Regions from separate parts of the Sus scrofa genome. Here region 2 is linked to region 1. A link is a contact called in public HiChIP or PLAC-seq data. All regions are on one chromosome and are shown on one strand. The core of a region is the stretch at or near the end of the contact, and the rest is flanking DNA. Distances in the headings are between cores, read along the strand shown.

Region 1 (3,043 bases), core at 507-3,006:
AGCCCCACGAGGACAGAGAGGTAGCTGACCAACACCTGGATCCCTAGACCAGGATCCAGCACGGGGGTGCTCAGTAGGTGTTCGTTGGATGAACAAATATATTTTCCTACTTAATTCCAATAGGGCTATCCCATCTGTTTTGTTTGTTTTTCATAACTGGCTGGGGGGTTCTGATCACCTTCCTATCTGTAGTACTCAGGGTTCTCCTGAGGAATAGAACCAATGGGAGGTATGTATAATAGGAGCCTGATTATGAGGAGCTGGCTCCTATGACTACAAAGACTAAGAAGCCCTGGGATCTGCAAGCTGGAGATGCAGGAAAGCCAGTGGTATGATTCCAGTCTGTATCCAAGGCCTAAGACACGGAGAGCTGATGGTGTAAGCCCTAGTCCAAGGACAGAAGAAAACCAATGTCCCAGCTCAATCTGCAGGCAGGAAAGGAACAAAGCCTCCCTCCACTTTTTGCTCTATGCAGGCTTCAAATGATTATACAAGGCCCACCCATGTGGGAAGAGCAATCTGCTTTACTCGGTCTACCAGTTAAAATCTTAATCTCTTCCATAAACACACTCATAGGCCTACCCAGGAATGATGTTTAATTTGAGTGCCCCATGGCCCAGTCAAGTTGACACATAAAATAGGCCTCCACAATATCTTACTTCTCCATATCTCATACTCCTGCCTGGTCAAGTGTCCCAGTGAACTGTCTGTCCTGTTGAGAGAGGCTGTCAGAACTTCAGGCACATTGTCAACCAAAAGGACCCCCCTCCACCAACTAAATGCCAGTCACAGATTATACAGGCTCATGTGGCCCTAGGAGGACAGTGCTGAGAGGGTAGGTTGCACAACTCACTAGCACAGAGCTGCAATTTGAACCCTGGTCCAGCCCGCTTAAGGCCAAAGCTCCCAACCACTGGTCCACTGACTCTCAAGGGGCATGCCAGCCTGGGGCTTCCCTGGTCACCTGATGACACCAGGGTAGGTGCTTCAGAGCCCTGCATGTGACAGAAGTGATATACATCCAAGGGACTCTAACCCACCTCTTGAAATCCAGTAGCTAGTGGCTTTTATATACATATAAATATTTATATATATATGTATATATATACACACACACATATATATACACACACACACACACACACCTTTATTTATTAATGAATTTGTGGCAACTTACAAATAACACAAACATAGGAAAACTGAACATCACAGCTAGACAATGGCTGTGTTTGTGTGTGTGAGTGTTTATATAACCATATCACACAAACGCCGATTTGTTCGCACATGTAGGCACATGTGTGTGTTTCATCCACACACCCACACAGGTCTGCCTAGTCTTCTAGAAATGGAGCAGGCACAGCCTTCTGACCATCAGCCTCTGACTCGCCTTGCATTTGGAAAATGTATTTGATGGGAAGGTCCAGGAAAAGAAAATGGCAGTACGAGGCTTCAATGATTTCTTAAGGACATGTTGCTAAATGATTTAATCCCTTCCTGAGACACTGCCCATGAATTGATGACCTCTGCTTTTCCTTTCTCCAGTCTGATGAGCAATGGCTTTTCTGACAGGCCAGTAAATTTCCCCCATTGCTTCTGTAAAGGAAATTTTTTTAAAAGATGATGAGGGGGAAGTGCTTTACTGCCAAGCACTCTGCACCCTGCCCCCTTTCTTCTCAGAGCATAAAGCTACAGTGGAAGGAAGGACAAGCCGGTGGCCGTGCTCCCAGGATGAGCCAAGTCCCGTTAAATTGAAACAAATGAAGGCGACTTCCAGATGGTGACTCACACACAAAGGAGGCAGGAGACAAGGGGACGGCTGGCTGCCTTCCGGAACTGCACCCAGGCTCGGCAGTGAGGCCAGAAAGGAGCACCTCCCAGCCTCTCATCCACCCAGAGCACCCTGAACCCCACATTCACATCTGAAGGGGTGGAGGAGGTCCCAGGGGGACCAGAAGGGAACCTCACTCTCCTGCCAGAGCCTGTCATTCCAACAATCACATTAATCTGACAACCATCTACCATGCCTCAATGTGGGCCAGCCTGTGCCAGGGACACCTCTACCAGGAAGTCCTCCAAGATGCAAGCCAAGGAAGTCTGTGCCAAGGCCTGGAGATCAGCAGTCCATGAGGGAAGGCTTGTGGGGAGGGGGACAGGGCATGATCCGTGAGACTGACCTTGGCCAACGCACCCCAAGGGGAGGGTGCAATGGGCAGGAGGCTAAGATGGTGGGTGCCAGGGTCTAGGGAAGGGACGAGCTAGGAGGGGTCTTGCTCAGAGCCTGTGACTCAGCCCCTCCCTCCCTGTCTTTGTACAAAACCCTTCAAGTGCTCCCACCCCATCTGTAGGGAATCCTCCAGGGCTCACCCAGTGCAAATCAGGGTAGAGGGCCACGCCGGACTGCAGTGGGACCTCCCTTCTCAGGTGTGGGTGAGTTCTACTGTAGCTGCCCTCCCAGAGCTGTCAGGAGCTAACCCACCTGGTCCTTCGGATCCTAGGATGACTCTCTGTGTCCCCAACCCTTGGCCAGGGGCTGACTTGCCCTCTGGGGCCTGAGAGGGAATAAAGCATGATGCAGTGTCTAGGCCTCCATTCCACAAGACTTGGCCCCTGAGACCAGACAGGCTCAACTGGCCTCCCAACACAGGGTGGGAAACTGAAATAGGACAGGGACAATCCCCTTTCACAGGCAAAATCAGGGCCATGATTCAAGGAGCAAACAATCTGAATCTCTAAGAAAAAAAGTACAATTAGAAGGAAAACAAACTGAAAATATTTCTATCAAATATAACTAGTTTTGTAATACATAAAAAATTCCCTCAAATTTTAATGAATTCAGCAAGTCCTTGATGGATAAAGGCACGATGGGTCTGAAACAGATAGTTTACAAGAATGAAACACAAATAGCAAAAGAAAAGATGAGAACAGAAACTAGAGCAGATGTCCAACCACAGAGCAAAGAAATTCTGATCGAGAGCGATACCAAGTTAATGTCTTGGAGTTCCCACTGTGGTGCAACAGGATCAGTGGTGTCTCTGCAGTGCCA
Region 2 (3,288 bases), core at 31-2,530, 160 kb before region 1:
AGAGGGAAACTTGGTGCATAACTGCAGAAGGGAAGTCAGGGACAGTTTAAAGGAAACTAAGATTCGTGGCCAAGATGGGTCAAAGACTCTGCGGGTTCACTCACCCTGTCAGGGTTTGAAGGAAGGGGCAATGACCAGCCTTTGCAAGGCTACATCTAATTCTCCCAGCACCAATGTTGGTGGCACACAGCTCTACTCCACTCCAAGATGGTCAAAAGCGCCTGGTACAGGTTGGCCTAGAGCCGTCAAATGGTCCAAAAGGCCGCACCTTTGGGAACTCCAGCCTGGCAGCAGCGCGGGACTCTAAAGCTGCGGGTGGGGCAGAGCCACTGCTAGCCCTCAGCAGGCTGCGCTGGGCCAGTATGAGCGGGATCTCGAGGGCAGCTTCCCTAGAAACCATTGGCTTTTTGATTTTTTTTTTTTAAGTACAAAATTGGGCCAAAAAACACAAGAGACAAGTGACCTTTTAAAAAAGAACGGATCCCCTCCGTATCCCGCGGCGAACCAAGCAAGGTATGGGAGCTGGAGGAGGAATGCGCCGACGGGTAGAGCAAAAAGGAAATCACGACAGAGTAATCTTTTACAGAAACAGAACTCCCCGCCCAAGTCTCTGGCTTTCTAGGGCCACCTCACCGGTCCTCCCCCACCTGCACCGAAACGGCGACAAGGTCCGTTCAGTTCGCTCCAAGACGCGACTGCGGCACGAGGCGCGACCAGGCTAGGGCGCGCGGCTGCGACTCGGGCTCTGGGCAGCGACCCCGGCCGCCCGGCCCGCGTCCTGCTCCGACCCGAGACCCGCCCAACCCGGGGCCGGAGGCGCCCTGTCCGCCACACCACCTCTCTCCCAGCCGAGCCCAGGCGGCCGGCAACTGCGCAGCCCGCTGCCCGCCGCAAACAGAAAGGCGTTTCCTAACGCGTCCACTCCGCCGCTTGCCGCTCGCCGCGCGGCGCCAACTTCTCCCCGGCCGCTACAGGCACCGGTCCCCGGCTGGACTCACCTTCGCCGAGTAGCGGCAGCAGCAGCAACAACCGCAGCCCCACGGCACCGACCGTCGCCTTCGCCATCGCCGTGCACGCAGGGGCCGCGGCGAGAGGCACGGTGGCTTGGGCTGGGGGTCTCCGCGGCGGGGTACGACGCTCAACCAGGCCGCCCCATGCCCGCCCTGGACGCGACGGACACTGCGGCCACAGAGCGTCGGGGCGCGGGCTCCGGGGTACTCTCCGCTGCTGCGCGCCGGGCTCTCTAGCCGCGGGACTGAGGCGGGGCGGGCGCGGGCTGCGCCCGCGGAGCGGGCAGGGGCGGGGCGGGGCGGCAGGGGGGCGGGCTGGGGGCGGGTCGGCCGGGGCCAGGGTGCGGGCGGGGTGCGGGAGTAAGGGCGGGGCACCGGGTACCCTCCGGGCTCCGCCTGGTGCAGCTCACTGGGCGCGGGTGAGGGGACCACGGCTGTACGCAGTGCTCGGGCGGAGTCGGGCGCGAATAGGAGCGAGGTGCGGAACGCGGGGTGCCGGCCTGCCAGTCTCAGCCCCAATCCGCGCACCTCCGCACGCACAGCCACTCTTTCTCAGCCTATGCTCCCGCTCGTAGTCTCAGCGCTTCGACCTTCCTCGCCGCCCAGAGAGGGCAGGGAAACCACGCTGGGATGCGCGGTCTGGGCAGACTGGCTGGGGGTGCGTCCGAGCGGACATGGAGACTAGGAAGGCGCCCCGCCTCCAGGCTCCCGGCGCGGCGCGCATCCTCCGCCATTTCTCGGAGGGGGGGTGGGAGGCGCGGTGGGAGCGCGGCCTCTCTTGGGGCCAGAGAGACGGGAGGAGGGGAAGAGCCCAGGCTAGGGAAGGGGGAGCATGAGCGCTTGCGGCGCACTCTTGGGGCGAACCTGGCTCGTGGCTTACAAGGTCCGAGGAGGTTGCGATGGGGAAGACGGTAGGAGTCTCCTAGGGGTAGTTTGTGAGCCTCCCTCTTTAGGACTGGTTCAACTAATGGGAGCAAGAAACTCTGGGCACTCCTTTCAGAGAGATCTGGAGCTGGCTTTATGAGATTCTTGGAGGGTGGGTGCCCCCTACACCCTCCAAACAGAACTCTTAGGATGTGGGGCTGACTGGGTAGCAGACCAAGTGGTAGGGAAGAACTGGAGCCCAAAAGAATTTAATTTTTGCCCCCAAGAAATGATGCCCATAAACACACCCAAAAAAGCAAGGGAAGGCTCTAGGCCCCTAATTCTGAGGGGTCCTGGGCGAGGTCAGAGGTGAGTTCAAGGCCTCCGTGGGAAAAATTCACTGTTCTCCTCCCATCCCCTAGCTGCCTTTTGAGATCTGGCCTCCACCTAGGCACAGAGAATTGGAAGCCCATGGGGCCTTGGGGTGGGAGGGTCCAGGATACCCAGGCCTGAGGTGCCCCTATTTCAGTGTCTCTTCTTCGTGCTGTGCACAGAGCCCCGCCCTCTTGCCTGGCTGAGCTCAGGGCTGAATAAGAGCGGCTGCACATCACTCTGCAGATATGAAGTCAAAGTGAAGTCACCCTTGCAGGAAGGAGGAGGAGCTGCCAAGACAGACTGGCTGGGGGCTCTGCCAGCTGAGATGTCCAGAGTTGGCCTGTTGGCAGGAGGCCAGGGCTCAGGGCTGCCAGCTCAGGAGAGCCGCCCTGCGGCCACCAGACCTTGTGTTGCCTGCCTCACACTCCCAGGGCCCCAGCTCTTGGATTTATGGGGCTGGCATTAGCCATGGGGAACTCCCTTGGGTGTAGACAGGCCCTACCTCTGGTGCTAATAATAGCTGCTAAAGCTCCACATTCAGGCCTCTACACAGGGAAGGGACCTGAGTAGGAAGGGAGGGCCTGAAGGAAATGTCTTCTTTGTTACAAACAGGCTCCCATGGCAGGAAAAAGCGGGAGGAAGGGGGTAGTGTGGTCCCTTCTTCCAACCAGCTCCACCCCTGTGCCTCCCAGACACTACCCTGGCCAGATCTTGGCTGACACTGATCAGGCTAGATGTCCGATTGTGCTCTGTGTGACCACCTCAGGGGCTCATTTGAGGCTGTGCTCCTGCCTGGGTCCCCTCAGGCCCTCCCACCTTCTCTTCACCTTCACCCTTGCCGGTCTTGAGTAGACATCTGACACTATGGTGGGAACATTGCCCTCTTCTCAGAAAAAGGCCTGGGGGGCCTCATTTGTGTACCCCTGTACATACACGTCTATACACACCTGGTTCACATACAGCGACATGAGTGTATACCTTCCACCATGTGCATGCCCAGGGACCTGACCACAGGGACATCCAGCAGAGGGCAGAGGTG

Evidence for each region. HiChIP or PLAC-seq counts read pairs in DNA pulled down with a chosen protein or histone mark.
Region 2: an H3K27ac HiChIP or PLAC-seq map of skeletal muscle shows a contact between it and region 1, with 4 times the contacts expected there. The contact joins the promoter of RET here to the enhancer-like site in region 1. A contact is called at or near these places in 1 of 5 promoter capture datasets (fetal liver), 7 of 47 Hi-C or Micro-C datasets (embryonic fibroblasts, epiblast stem cells, liver and 3 more) and 1 of 2 datasets of contacts at active chromatin or transcription factors (skeletal muscle).

The regions. Positions count from the first base shown.
Region 1 is chr14:61,143,459-61,146,501 of Sscrofa11.1, reverse strand. No RefSeq gene overlaps it. Among named protein-coding and RNA genes, the nearest start is that of BMS1, 89 kb to the right of the region's middle. Within about 2 kb of position 1,756, at least 4 of the 83 cell types and tissues checked have an H3K27ac peak or open chromatin away from gene starts, as enhancers often do. A contact at or near this core is called in skeletal muscle, where this site is marked.
Region 2 is chr14:61,303,810-61,307,097 of Sscrofa11.1, reverse strand. It overlaps RET (proto-oncogene tyrosine-protein kinase receptor Ret), which reads right to left and starts at 1,280. Exons shown (of 22, transcript XM_021072832.1): 1 at 999-1,280. The coding sequence starts at 1,065.